Linked DNA regions of Mus musculus: all the other regions are linked to region 3. The links are chromatin contacts, called in public HiChIP or PLAC-seq and promoter capture Hi-C maps. All regions are on one chromosome and are shown on one strand. Each heading gives the region's core, a stretch centred on a gene start, on an enhancer-like site or on the middle of the called end of the contact. The rest is flanking DNA. Distances are from core to core; before and after follow the strand shown.

Region 1 (2,700 bases), core at 113-2,612, 910 kb after region 3:
ATTCGGTTCAGTTACATGATTACCAGCTGTGGGACTTGGGCGAAACACAAACCACTGCTGGGCTTCCATCTCCTCATTTACTAAAGAGGGGTGAAGTAGCACCCACCTTTCGGTAAGAGTTACAATGATCAGATGAGATCAAGCGCAGGGTGTATGCTAGCACAGTAATCCTCTCTCCAGCACACGGTCCGTTTTCAATAGATTAAACAATTGGTGATAGAAGAAAACTCAAGGTGCTCTATAAACCGAAACCTGCCCTGCTTTTGTTACTACAGCTATCAGGTCAGCGGTGCTAACCTCCGTTCTAGAGCTTGCGATCTGTTTGCACAGTGTTCTTTGCACTTTGACAGTGTCTGCGAAAGCCTTCTTTTTGACCTGCTCACCAAAGGGATCTGTGTCTTGCTTTCTTTGCACTCTACTCTTACGCCACAATAAACGGGGTACTCCCTCTTTACCTATGAGCCTGGCAGCAGAAGTGGCAGAGATTGGCTTTGCAGGTCTGACACCTCTTCTCTACTTCTCTGTCGCTGCACAGGTCACACACCAGGCCCTGGCCTTCCCCACGCAGGTTCTCCAGCAGCACATCATTCATGGCCAGGTGGTCTACCGTTAAAGCCTTCACTCCACCCAAGGGCAGGTCCACTTGAGCATCACATACCGGACAGAGGATGCCGATCTGTGGCTGCAGGCTACATAACTCGGGGTCCTGGAATACTGACCCCTCAGAGCTTGTATCTGAGTCACCCCCACGGATGTCCACTACTGAGAATGGATCCAGCTTTTCCAGACACGTGGTGCACACTGTGTGCAAGCAAGGCAAGAGCCTGGGGACTTTGAAAAGCCTCAGACATGTAGGACAATGAGTCTTGCCTGAGCTTCCAGACGCGTTCGCATCTTGGAGTTTGTGCACGAAACCCAGAAGCGGCTTCCTGATTTCTGACATCTTCCCCACGTATGTACCCAGTATCACAAAAGGCCCTGCGCAGTCCTCTAATGCAGGTTAGATTTACTCAAAGACAGAGTTCCAAGATCTTGAACACTGACCATGAGGACTCTCGTGTTGCCAAGTAAAAGGACAACCAGAAAGAGAACGCCTCTGAGGAACCATCCACAGATCTCCGGATTTGTGGTTTGGCCCTTCCTTTCCACTGCATCCCACACCAGTCACAGCCACACCCTCCTGGATCACCCACATCGTCCTCCTCGCAAGCGCTTCTAGAGCTAGTCCCCAGCTAATTCTGCCACCACCACCCTGACCCCAGCATTTCTTGTCCTCCAAGGTCACCCTCCCTCCCGCCCCCACCACGCCACAAGCGCGCCCTCCGGGCGATGAGGTAGTGGGTCCTCGGGCTCTCCCAGAGTGAGGGGCCAGGGGCAGCCGCCTCTCTGGTTTGCCTAGGAGGCCCTAGAGCCGTCGCCCCGCCTCACACCAATCCCAGACCAGGATTCTCCGAAGAATCCAATCACCGTCCGAAAGGGGCGGGCCTCGCAGTTCGGAGCCATGTCGTCCTCCAGAGTGACATCACTGTCATCCAATAAGTTCAGCAAGGTCCACATCCTCGCCGGCCACTCGCGCGGCGAAAGGAGAGGGAGCAAGGGAGGGCCTCGTGCAGAACCGGGAGGAGGAGTCTGGGAGTGAGCGGCGTAATGTGGTTGGCGTCACGAATGTGAGCTCCTGCCGCCGGAGAGGCCTCTGGATCGTTGAAAAGCCTGCGCTGAGGCTCCACCCCAAACTCAGATAGGGTTCTCCCATTGGTGCGTGGTACTGTCAGTCGGCCGAGGTGTAGCCCGAAGCATTCTGGAAGTTGTAGGCAGGCTCTCGGTTGCAGAGGCTATAGCGAATCAGCGGCCACCGGGTCAGTTTCCTTTCTGGGTTTTCCAAGTATTTTTTCTGCCCTGGAATCTCTTACGTACAGCGTGCTCGGAACCAGAACCCTCTCAGCTGGCTAGCTTCTGGCATTTTCCAGGGCAAGGGTACCTCCGTGTCTGGTTCCAGAACTAAACTTAACTGAAAAGTTTAGAACTGCTGCTCCGCGGAGCTCCACTGAGTTTCCCGGGTGGAAGCTGCTTTGAATCATTCAAGACCAAGACCGGAGAGACACACCTCACCAGAATTCTACAGTAACAGAAGTTGTCAGGGTTGCGGGGGGTGGCCTACAGAGCAAGTTTGGCATTTGTTTTTACAATCAAGGGGAGCTCCTGGTTGGTCACAATGGGGCAGTGGAGGATGTCACTGGGACAAGTCCCTTGTAGGTCCGACTAGTTAAAAAGTTGGGCACACCTGGTCCCTGAGCATAATTATTTCTTTGACGCCTTAAAGAATTTGCCAAGAGTCTCAGATTCATTCATTTGGAGACTGTTTCCTACACATGGGGTCTAAGGCACTGACTGATCTCTGAATCCAAAAATTGTAATAGCATGGCTCCGTAGTTGCTATCTGTTCCCATTCTTCAGATGCGTAAGCCTCTGTCTATCTCACTGTTTTCCTTTACAGTCTTCCATATATGATTTCAACCCATGCATCACTGTTTCAGGGACCTCTTTATTAGAGATGTCATAGTATAGGCATAGCTGTCGAAGCCTATGCTTTTACGAAGTATGGGCCTTCGGTGGAAAGAGCCCCAAACTATGAAAAGATGAAATTAAAAGAAAAAAAAAGAATTATCTGACTCTTCGTAAAATATGTTAAAGTAGAGATGT
Region 2 (2,700 bases), core at 29-2,528, 730 kb after region 3:
AACGCTTGTGGAAATCAGAACAAGCTTAATGTTCTGCACCAGAGAAGGCAGTTTCCCCAGGAACATCTGTGATTTGTTTTACATATATTAATGAAAGGCCCGGGCGACGGAGGGGGTCACTGGATACCAGTGAGCCTTTCTGAATGTCTGATTCATCCTTGGGACGTTTTAAACAAGGAACGCTGATTTTCCCCCCAGAGCTGTGGAGTCTTTTGTATTCAAATCCAAAGCACAAAACTCTATTGTGGGAGGAAAAAGAGTCTTTAATGGAAACCCAGTTGTGTCCACTTAAAGCAATGAATATAGTCTCAGGCGGCAGACATACCATTTGAAGCACTACGGCTAATAATAGATGGTGTGGGTTTTCTTTTCTTTTCTTTTCTTTTTTTTCTTTTCTTTTATGGGTACCTTAGTTGGAAGTTGTTCTAATTAGTACCACAGGGACCCTGGAGAGGAGGGAGGTGGGCCAGGAAGGAGGCAGGCCCACCCAACTACAGGGTGGTGGGTTAGAGAGCCTTGTTGAATTTGATGCTTGGCTGAGAGTCCCTTGCCAACTCTCCCAAGCACATCAGGCCTCTGGACCATGAGGGGGTGGGAATTCACTGCCTTTGAAGCTCTTTCATTCCTATCTGTGTAATTATTTTTAGCAAGGGCTAAGCAGGTGGCTGGTGGCATGCTTAGCTGGAGACCAGAGGGTGTACGTGTGGGTTGCTGGCTGCGAGACACTCGTGGGGATTCCACCGCGAAGGAATGCCGGGCGTCCCGGGATAGGGCCCAAAAGATGAGGTTTCCAGACAAGTCTTCCAGGCCAACTTTTAAAGGTCGGAGGAAAGTTTTTCGAGGGCTGGGGGCCCGAGGGGAAGGCTGAGTGGGCTCGGGCGTCTCCTCCCCTTTAAGCGGGTGGCCCCAGCGCCTCCTCCGTTACCTGGAGCGGGGAGGGGCTTGGGAAAGTTTGTGTTTGTTGCTGGCAAAGCGCCGGGTGGGAGGCGCGGGCGGGCGGACGCCACGGCTCTTCCCTTTTGCTTTCGGGAGGCGGTCCGGGTTGCTGCGCCCTGGGATCGGCGAGGCCGGCTCCGGGGCCCGGCGGCTGGCGGAGGGCGGGAGAGGAGGAGGAGGAGGGCCGCGACGAGCCAGGTGCGCACGTCCGCGCCGGCGCTGGGCTCGCTCGGCCAGCGGGGAGAGCGGAGCAGGCGCGCGGCCCGGCGGAGCAGCCGACTCTGGAGCAGCCGGAGCTGGAGGAGGAGGAGGAGGAGCGGCGGCGGGGAAGGAGGAGGAGGCGGAGAGTCGCTCCCGCCGGCCGAGCATGGGGCGCCCGGCGCCGAGGCCGCTGCTGCTGGCGCTCCTGTCGCTGGGTGAGTGCGCGTGGGGCGCGGCGGGGCGCGGTGGGGCGCTGGGTCCCGGGGGGGCGCGGCTGCCGCTCGGGGCCTGGGGCACCCGGGGCGCCCGGGGCGGCTCCCGGGAGACCGGGATCCGGAGCGCCGGGCCGCCGGCCGGGCGGGGAGCGATGTGGGGCCGATCTGAGCCCGGTGCACATCCTCCTGGGCCCGCGCTCCCAGTAGCCGGAGCCGCCCGGCCTGACCGAGCCGGGTCCTCACGTGTGCCGGGGGAGTGGCTCGTGGCCGGTTCTCCCACAGCGCTCTCTACCTGTTGGCCACCGTGAGCCGGGCTCACCTTGAACTCCCGGCCCCGGAAGGTGCGGGCGGCCCCGGCCCGCGTACCCGGCTGGGCGGAAATGTGAGCCTTTGCTGTGTCCCGCCATAGCCGAGGCCGGTCGGGATCGCTCTTCATTCGCTAGCCCATGCTGAGTTGCTTTTCCAGGGAAGCAAGAGAATCCAACTTCCTTCCACGAAGGTCACTGGGTAGCCCAGCGTTACTGTGACAGTCTTGTACCATCCCTGCCATCTAGCCAAATCTGCCTCAGTGTTGCCTTCCAGCGTCTCCTGAAGCTAGCTAGGCTCGGATTTATACACAAAGACCCGAGAGCCCAGCTTTTCCAACTTTTCTACCTGTTACTTCCCTCGTTACTGCCCCCTTCTCCTTTACCCTCTGGAAACCCTTGGTGTCTCTCAGTGGTTTGGCCCAGTATCCCCTCACCCACCTAAGGAATCTTTCCTGGGCTCCCCCCCCCTCCATTTTCCATTCACTCCTTACACAGACACCATCTTCACATAGATACACAGGGTGATCTTAACCAGCCACTTGATGTATTTATTTAATGCCTGCCTTGGTTCAGGAAGGCAGATCCCCAAGTGTGGTTATATGCGTGGTTCCCTGTGACCAGTGGCATCTAGGACAAGCAGAATTCCAGACCCAGCCCTGGGTTCCCTTCCAAGCCCCTGCAGACGATGTATCTCAAGCTTTCCCAGAGCACGTGGTGTGTGTTGCCTATCCCAGCCTGGCCTCAGCTGCACAGGGGCTAAATGACTGCACTTCTGATGGTGTGAGGATCCCCGTGGGGACCTCCTGCCACCACTCCCCTTCTGCTGGCATTAGGACTTTACTGTCCCAGCTCCCCATGAGTCCTGGCTGCCTGTGAACTAGCCTTTCTGGCTGCTACTGTGATACTTCACCTCCGAGGGGTTTTCTGGAAATGACTCCCTCTAAGAACTCCCCTAGACATAATTCTCCAGCCACAACCCATGTACAGAAAACATCCAATAGTCTTCTGTGGTTTCTGATCTGCCAGGCATCAGTCTTTGC
Region 3 (2,865 bases), core at 360-2,859:
ACATGGTGGCTCACAACCATCCGTAACAAGATCTGACTCCCTCTTCTGGAGTATCTGAAGACAGCTACAGTGTACTTACATATAATAAATAAATAAATCTTTAAAAAAAAAAAAAAAAAAAAAAAAAGAAAGTACTTGAGGACTGACATCCAAGCTTGTCCTCTGACCTCTGTGTGCACACACAAGACTATAAATAAAATGTTGTGAATACTTTGGAAAGCAGACATTAAACATGTTATTGGTCCTCCAAATCTATTACATTTATCTATCTATTATTTCTATGTATGTGTGGATGCACACACGAGGCAGTTCACTCTTTCCTTCTACCATATGGGTCCTGGGAGGTGGGGAGAAATCGAACCCAGGTCCTCCGGCTCGGTGGCAGATGCTTATCTCTGCTGAGCCATCTCACCTGCCTGGTCCTTACAGATTGAATTGGGCTAAAGCTGGTTTCCATTTTTCAAACTGGCATGTTATAAAAAAAATGAGGATTTCTATTTCCTGAGGACGGAGGAAAGCCTGAGTTAACTAGGTCCCTCTTGGTGGCCTGGCACAGTGCTTCAGGCACACCCTTACCCAACAGACATTCGCTGACCTGTTGTCCCATTAACTAGAGATCTGTGTCTGCCGGTAAAGCCTGTTTTCCTCAGCCTGTCTGATAGGAGCTGCCAGAGCCTTCATCTGTGCCATAGCCCTGTGCTGTGGAACCTTACCAGTGCACTAGGAACCAGGCCATGCTACTCTAAGCTGTGTTCACACAACACACCAATCTTCAGATGTGGCTCTCCTGGGAATACATCTACAGGCAGCTGCCCTGAGTTCACAGTGCCTTTCCTTCTCTGGGTTCCTCCTATAGTTCAATTATTCAGAATTCCCTCTCCATACCTGGCAAGTATCTTTCCATCTTGGAGCAAGAGAAGTTTCCAGATACAACACTTGAATCTGTAGTACTGAGTGACTGAGACGGGACGGTGTTAGAGCAAGAATAGTGAAGGTGTGGGCATTTAATTCCAGAAACCCGGGGCAACTTTATTGTTATTGGGAAAGACCCTGCCGTAGGACAGGGACTATGCAGTAGTGATTCCAGCAAAAGCAGAAGTTAGGGTGAAAATAAAAGTATGTGTGTGGGGAAGGGAGTGAGTGTGGGGGTGGGGAGACTTCAGCAGAGTTGAAAGCAACATGGAAAGAGAATTCCCAAAGGCAGATTAGGGGGTAGAGCTTCTTGTTTCACTAGTGAAAAGCTGATGTGGTAGATTCGGAATGATGACTATAGTAACAGCAGTCAAGGGACAGAGATTCCCTTACCATTTCAGAGCATGTGCCGTAAAGAGAAGGGGATTTCCAGGACACGGAAAAGCAGGTGGAAAGTCAAGGCAGTCAGCGTGGAGGGGGATTCTGGGGACCTTTGTGGATCCTCAGTTTTTCAGGACTGGTATAAGACCTGGGATTGGCAGATGAAGCCTGGAGAAGGCCGCCCCAGCGCCTGGAGGAGGGAGGTGGGTGGGGTCTGATGTGGCTCTCCTTGGAGCTGTCTGGGAGGATATGCAAATTTGGGGCCGCGGGAGAGAGTGGAAGGGCTGGATTGGCTGCGGTTGAGCATTGAGGAGGCTGGCTTGGAGAGCTGCCTGTTTGAAAGCCTTGCTCAGACATGAACTGGACTGCCAGCTCTGTTGTCTGTCAGTCTTTCGGATCAAAGACGGTGATACTCACGAGCTTTAGGGAGATAAGGCTGCTGGGATATTTTCCCTCCTGGAGTAAAACTAGGCCCAACCAGTCAGACTGGGAACTTATTGTCGGTTTTCTAGGATGAGTTTTACTGGTAAAACTAGATGTGTCCTAGACTCTTAAGGGGCCTGTTTATACTGAGTATATTTTGAATGCCAACGTCCAAGTGGGAAATCACATTCTAAGGTCAGCAGGTGAGAGGCAGGACTCTCTGCCCTACTTTTCTCTGCGTGTATCTACCTGTTTGTATCTCTCTCTCTCTCTCTCTCTCTCTCTCTCTCTCTCTCTCTCTCTGTGTGTGTGTGTGTGTGTGTGTGTGTGTGTGAGAGAGAGAGAGAGGGGGGGGGGCAAGCTTGCCTCTGTATACACAAGTGTCTCTGTGAGTTCATGTATGTGTCTGTATTAGTGTGTGAGCGTGTGAGCTTACCTCTATATACACAAGTGTCTCTGTGAATGCATGTGGTGTGTGTGTGTGTGCCTGTGTCTGTGTGTGACTATGCGAGCATGTAAGCTTGCCTCTCTATACACAAGTGTCCCTGTGAGCTCAGGCTTTTCTAAATGTCACTCCTGGCCCTCATCTGATTGGCAAGCCTTGTGCCGGGCATGATGAAAAACCAGGCGGCTTGTTTGCAATTTCTTATTTGTTTATGGTAAGGAAGTAAATCAATTGCAGAATTTTCAGGAGTGGAGGGCCAAGGGATATTTACTGTCAACAAGGTAAGGACGGGGAGATGTAAGGTACTGGGCACCAAGGTGCACCTGGTGCCAGGACAACAGGATAAAGAAAAAAAAAAAAAAAACAGGATAAGTTCCAACTCGTTTTCATCACGTCTCCTTTTTAGTCTTTCTACAGTTCCCTGAAAGATGGCAGATGAATTCTTCCATGCTGGAAAGGAAAACTGCAGTGAGCAGGCAAGAAGAAGTCAAGTCTCTGGTCCACGTTCACAATTCCAGAGAAGTTTTATCCAGAGAGTAACGTTGCTGGGAAAGCTACCCACCAGATTTGTCCTCCATCGGGAAAGAAAGCAGAAGGTTGCTGCTATACTGGGGGTTGACCAAGAAGCCATGAAGTCTCTTCCAGAGGGAGACTTAGACCATTGCCTGCTGAGCAAGGTGAGCCAGGGCTGGCCTCTCCTGGGC
Region 4 (2,700 bases), core at 129-2,628, 550 kb after region 3:
GCATGTTCAAGTTTCCATCCTCAACACCCCAAAGGGAAGACAAGAAATGATGCTGACATCTTAGATAGTAACAGTTTGCACACATTGCAAATATCTTGGCTTGACTTCTCACACATTTAATAGCTCTTTGTACATGCATAGATTCTAGATTTTTATGTGGCCTCTAACGTCCATCTTTACTATTTCTGAATTGTGCAATACATATAGGAAGATTTTCCATACTCAAGAATAGGAATTCTTTTATGTTTCCTGTTAAGTCTTATTTCACTTGGATTTTTCCCCCCTTGGAATTAATATTTTAACTCAACTGAAATGCACTGTTGTGGCTGTTGTTAAGCATCTGAAATGGAAAAACCGTGATTTTGAAGACCTTTTCTCACTGAATTCTAAAGAATCAAAAGACTATATGTTCACTGTATCTCTTGCTCACGTGACCTCTCTGTTGTCTTTTTAGGGACATTAGTCCTTGTATCCCTGTTCACTATTTTTTTATAGTCTTAGGACAAGAGAGATATCTTGGTACTTAAGAGCTCAGGCTGCTCTTCCGGAAGACCCAGGTTTTATTCCCAGCACCCACGAGGCAGCTCACAACCATCTGTAACTTAAATTCCAGGAGATCGATGGACTCCTCTGGCCTCTTCAGGCATGGCGTTCATGGGTGTTGCAGTCACTTTTCAATGGCTGTGACAAACCATCATGACCAAGGCAACTTAGAGAAGGAAGAATCTACTGTGCTCTTACAGGTCCATGGCCAGCATGGCCGGGAGTATGGCAGCAGGCATGAAGCATAGCGCTGGAGCAGTAGCTGGGGGGGTTTTACATTCCTATCCACAGCAGGAGACAGACAGATAGACAGAGTGGGGAAGGGGAGAGGGAAGAGAGAGAGAGAGAGAGAGAGAGAGCTAACAGGACCACAAGGGCTTTAAAGATTTCTAAGCCTACCCTCAGTGACGCACCTCCAACAAGGCCACGCCTCCCAATCCTTCCCAAATATACATATCTGAATTCTATTCCTATGACCTTTTGCCGGTGAGTCTACTTGGTCCTGTTGAAGGCAGCACAGCTGAGTGGCCAGCTATGTTTAAGCCCTTGTTTACAAAAGGGTAGCTATGGCAACTGACCTCCCAGTTCCTCTTCTTCCTCTGGTGGGGTGCTAAAACCCAACACCCTAAGCTGTTTTTGTAAAGATTAAAATGTGACACAGACACCTATTTCGGTTAAGGAGGGCAGCAAATGCATGAGTCGTTTTGATAGGGTCTCTGTCTCTCTCTCTCTCCTTCCCCATCTCTACCTCTCCCTCTCCCCCTCCCCCTCCCCTACTGTGAACAGCAGGCATGAAAGACACGTGGTTCAGGTTGCTGGGTGTGGCTTCTGCCAGCCTCACCACAGTCCTGACAGAAAGAACTCAGAGTCACCCCTGGGAAAAGAACTCTAAAGATGAAATGTAAATTCCTGGGTAGCTTCTTTCTGCTCTTCAGCCTTTCCGGCAAAGGTAAGCATTCGCGTGGAGCTCTTCCGGAGACCTTGGAGTGGACATTAGAGGCGAAGAGGGAGATCCTCCGTAGTCCCGAGACCTCAGAAACCATCTTACTTTTTTACAGGGGCGGACTGCAGAGACAATGAGACCATCTGGGGTGTCTTGGGTCATGGCATCACCCTGAACATCCCCAACTTTCAAATGACTGATGATATTGATGAGGTGCGATGGGTAAGGAGGGGCACCCTGGTCGCAGAGTTTAAAAGGAAGAAGCCACCTTTTTTGATATCAGAAACGTATGAGGTCTTAGCAAACGGATCCCTGAAGATAAAGAAGCCGATGATGAGAAACGACAGTGGCACCTATAATGTAATGGTGTATGGCACAAATGGGATGACTAGGCTGGAGAAGGACCTGGACGTGAGGATTCTGGGTAAGTCTCCATTCCCTAAAGGTTTTCATTTTAGGACGGCTGCTATGTAGAAAGTTGGGGAGCAGCCTTTCTGTAGCATCCCCATCCAATGTTACCTGTGTGGCCCACAATGAAGACTCCAGTGGGTGAGGGTGGCTCTAAAGCCTGTCTGCCTTTCATTCTCTCTTTGGGTGGCTGTGGGGTTGTACAAAGACTCCCAGGTGACAGACAGGCATTAATCAGAAAGAAGACAGGTTAGCAGAGAAAAGACATGGACATCCTTGGTGGCCGATGAAGCTGTAGCTAGACAGGATGTCAGAGGGTGCCTAGGAGCAGTGAGCCTCTTGTCTGGAGAGCTATGTTTAAGCCAGGGTATGATGAGAGGGCATGATACTGAAGAGCAACAGGAGAAGACCAACCAGGAGTCCTCTCCTGTCATCCAAGCGAAGCCAAGCAGGTGGTCTTAGTCTTGGTGAGAACCAGCAAGTGAGCTGTAAGAAGTGACTCATGCCCAGGCTCCTGGCAGCATGGAGTATGTGTGCCAGTGGGATCTATAGCGTTCCAAGAGCTTCTAGTGAGAAGAGTTGTCATTGATAGTCATTGGCCTGGAGTAAAGGGTGCCAGGGAGATGAGGAAGGGTGCAAACATGCCGGGTGTGGGGGTGAGGAGGAAGTGAAGAAGCTTGGGTGGGTGAGAAAGAAGAAAACGAAGCCTGGGATGCTGTCGAAGCTGAAAGTCCAGGGACAAACTGGCAGCTCACACCAATGGGTGAGAGGAGAAAGCCTGCCCTTGGCTTGCGGAGAAAGCTGAG
Region 5 (2,700 bases), core at 113-2,612, 630 kb before region 3:
TCATCAGTTATAACTGAGTTTCAGGAGTTCGAGACCCTGAGGAGACGTTATGGATGGGACCTCTGTGGCTAGTTCTGAGTTTGCAAAGTTCAGCTGGCCATGCCTATGGGGAGAGTAGACTGGTACTGCCAGAGAGGACTCTGGGAGGATGGGGGCAATACATCAAATGGCTTTTCTCCAGGGTTTCCATTGGCCTCCCATGATAGATGGGGGCAGAGGCACCCAGGAGAGCAGTATTTTTGGTCTGCAGCTGGGAACGTGCACTGAGTTTTCCTTAATACCCACAGCACCCAAAAGACTTCGTAGTAATACACTTTAACGCACGAAAGACCCATAAATTATCCTTCAAACTGCACAATTTCCAGTCTGGAACAACTTGGAAAAACCAGCCTAACAAGCAGGCTCTTCTTGACTCTCTGAAGTAAACCTGATGAGAAAGGTCAAGCCAAAAATCACCTTCCTTATGAATCTCAGAAAGTTTTAGGAAAGCAAGAGCATTGTAATCAAACGGTGCTAAAGACGCCTTATGTTTACATTGGATTCAAGTTTCAACACCCTGACCCCAGAATCCTCTCTCCCTCCCCTGCAGCTTCTCTGCCTGAACCCAAGAGCGACCGCTGCCCTTCCCAATCCCGGGTGCCAGCCTCTGCCACACCTGGCAGCAGACAGCTGAATGTACTGGGTGACCCAAGCAGTAAGGCTATGCCTTGGGATGCCCAGCAGGCCCCACCGAGGACCCTGGTGCTCGGCACTTGGAACCCAAGCTTCCAGAATCAACCCTTGGTACCCACAATATTACACTCTGAACCCTGCTACAAACACCGAGTCTAGATCACCCTGGCTGACAGTCCTCTTACCTAGGAGCAGAGAGGCGCTCTTGGGTCTGTGAGCACTGCCCAGTCGGCGTGCTGTGCACTCGCCCTCTACCGCGCGCGGGCTACTGTTCCGCCACCCCAGCGCGCTCGCAGCGCGCGCATCCCTCACTCCAGGCTCTCTTGAGCGCTGTCCCCTTCTAGCCTGAGAGCTCAGGCTGGGCAATGCAGCTTCTGCAGGCGCCAGTGTTGACTTTGGTACTTCTGGTCATCCAGGAACAGGGAATTTCACGACCAGGGAGACCCTCACTCCCTTCGCTTCCCTTGCGTGCCCACGATCTCGTGTTCCTACATCTACTCGGGACAGTTCTTTCAAGGGTGCGCTTCAGCCCACAAAGATCTAGCTAGACAGGGATCCAAGCACACCGTCCCAGGGAGCCCGGCAACCCCAGTCCGCCGCACCGCGTTGCACCCGTATCGGGGCTCGGCTCAGAGAAGCCTGACTCACCGATGCGCTCCCCTCCGGCTCCAGGCGCTCTCTGCCGTGCTGGAGCACAGAGCTTCTTTAACAGGCTTCCTGACTGTATTTAGCCCCTCCTCCAGGCTCGTCACACCCTCTCCAAATCCTGCCCCCCACTCACCCGACCCCTCCCTCTCTGGCCAACTCCAATCCCAGCCCGCACCTGCTGTGACTAGACCCAGGGGTCCGGGTTGTAAGGGTCCTGGGGACAAGGGATGGATAGCTCCCGAGTTGATGGGACATAGCCAGGAAAAGCCAGTCAGGGAAGAATTCAAAACCCCTGGTTTAGATGAAAATGCATGGTGGGGGGAGGTCACAGATGCAGAGAGAGATTTTCTAGGGCACCAGGCAAGGTAGCTGGCTCCAAACACCAATGGGCAGACAGGCTGAGCAGGGCTGAGTTGATTGGCTGAGTTGGAGTCCCTTTACCTCTTCCCCTGGCTCACTGCCTTGCTAGCCTCCTGGGGTGACTTAGTCTTCTTTGGTGGCCAGGATATCAGGTGTTGCTATCTCTGCAAATCTGAGAGCTGAAGGAACACTGAGAACACCCACAACACCGGAAACTCCTGGATTGGCCAGTGCCAGGGGTTGCTCTGAAACCAGGCAGAAGCAGAATTAACTAGAATGTCAAGACAGAGGTATATCTGCCTGAGGTCAAAGGAAGAGGACCTTAGGTGTTCAGATTACCCCAACTCCCACTCCCACTGCCAGCCTTAGCACTGGCATTGCAGGGGCCTCCCAGGAGAGCTGGTCCCTTGGAAACTGTAGATGGAACTGTGTCTGTATGTGCTCCCTGCGTGTTTCTAGATCTGGGGTCCTAGGGCTTCTGTCGGTTTTTAGGAGTCAGTAAACACAGACCCAGGAGAAAGCCAGGCCTTCTGCACCACCCCAGGGCTCACCTCAATTCTCTCTCACCTCTTTTGTCTACTTACTTATGGTGGGGGGTCCTCAGTTGGCCCTCCAGAATGTCTTGGATCTGATAGATTCAGGAGCTGATGGGGTCTTCCCCGTTTGACCTCCCCTTCCTCTATGGTGTTTACACCTCAGCTTCAAGGGAGAAATATGCCCTAAGTCAGCTTTTTCACCAAATGTGCACTAACAATTGTAATAAAATTCTATGGATTTTGGAAATGAACACACACACACACACACTTGTGTGAAATGACTTACTTCCTTCGGAAAGACATGTTCTATGCCCCACCCCCACCTTCATGAATGCCACAGGAAGGAATGGATGCAGGAAAGTGAGTGACAGAGGGAAGGTAAGGTACGAAGGTGACACCTTAGTCTAGGCAAGAATCATGCTCCATGAAGTTGGGATGGAGTGAGGCCCAGGTGGTCCTTTTTCCCCATTGAAGGTCACGTGGG

The links. Promoter capture Hi-C pulls out the DNA fragments that hold promoters and counts their contacts. HiChIP or PLAC-seq counts read pairs in DNA pulled down with a chosen protein or histone mark.
Region 1: a contact with region 3 is called in a promoter capture Hi-C map of embryonic stem cells, with 2.6 times the contacts expected there. The contact joins the promoter of Trim45 here to the promoter of Mab21l3 in region 3. A contact is called at or near these places in 1 of 39 promoter capture datasets (embryonic stem cells), 1 of 484 Hi-C or Micro-C datasets (olfactory sensory neurons), 5 of 115 datasets of contacts at active chromatin or transcription factors (double positive thymocytes, embryonic hindbrain, embryonic midbrain and 2 more) and 1 of 9 other capture datasets (liver).
Region 2: a promoter capture Hi-C map of hematopoietic stem and progenitor cells shows a contact between it and region 3, with 5 times the contacts expected there. The contact joins the promoter of Ptgfrn here to the promoter of Mab21l3 in region 3. A contact is called at or near these places in 7 of 39 promoter capture datasets (the 3T3-L1 cell line, cranial neural crest, hematopoietic stem and progenitor cells and 4 more), 2 of 115 datasets of contacts at active chromatin or transcription factors (embryonic hindbrain and embryonic stem cells) and 1 of 9 other capture datasets (liver).
Region 4: a contact with region 3 is called in a promoter capture Hi-C map of hippocampal neurons, with 5 times the contacts expected there. The contact joins the promoter of Cd2 here to the promoter of Mab21l3 in region 3. A contact is called at or near these places in 14 of 39 promoter capture datasets (the 3T3-L1 cell line, HPC-7-derived erythroid cells, cranial neural crest and 9 more), 1 of 484 Hi-C or Micro-C datasets (cerebral cortex), 1 of 115 datasets of contacts at active chromatin or transcription factors (embryonic midbrain) and 2 of 9 other capture datasets (adipose tissue and macrophages).
Region 5: a contact with region 3 is called in a FOXA1 HiChIP or PLAC-seq map of pancreatic cancer cells. The contact joins the promoter of Ngf here to the promoter of Mab21l3 in region 3. A contact is called at or near these places in 2 of 39 promoter capture datasets (hippocampal neurons and pre-B cells) and 1 of 115 datasets of contacts at active chromatin or transcription factors (pancreatic cancer cells).

Annotation. Positions count from the first base shown.
Region 1 is chr3:100,921,155-100,923,854 of GRCm38.p6, reverse strand. Trim45 (tripartite motif-containing 45) reads right to left here and starts at 1,362. Exons shown (of 6, transcript NM_194343.2): 1 at 456-1,362. The coding sequence starts at 943.
Region 2 is chr3:101,108,744-101,111,443 of GRCm38.p6, reverse strand. Ptgfrn (prostaglandin F2 receptor negative regulator) reads left to right here and starts at 1,278. Exons shown (of 9, transcript NM_011197.3): 1 at 1,278-1,352. The coding sequence starts at 1,304. Gm52612 reads right to left here and starts at 2,478. Exons shown (of 1, transcript XM_030252967.1): 1 at 1-2,478. The coding sequence starts at 1,534. The coding sequence ends at 893.
Region 3 is chr3:101,834,967-101,837,831 of GRCm38.p6, reverse strand. Mab21l3 (mab-21-like 3) reads left to right here and starts at 1,609. Exons shown (of 7, transcript NM_172295.4): 1 at 1,609-1,911; 2 at 2,568-2,838. The coding sequence starts at 2,590. It overlaps Gm33381 (a long non-coding RNA gene), which reads right to left. Exons shown (of 3, transcript XR_003954538.1): 3 at 2,413-2,865.
Region 4 is chr3:101,286,617-101,289,316 of GRCm38.p6, reverse strand. Cd2 (CD2 antigen) reads left to right here and starts at 1,378. Exons shown (of 5, transcript NM_013486.2): 1 at 1,378-1,492; 2 at 1,602-1,910. The coding sequence starts at 1,438.
Region 5 is chr3:102,468,581-102,471,280 of GRCm38.p6, reverse strand. Ngf (nerve growth factor) reads right to left here and starts at 1,362. Exons shown (of 3, transcript NM_001112698.2): 1 at 1,321-1,362.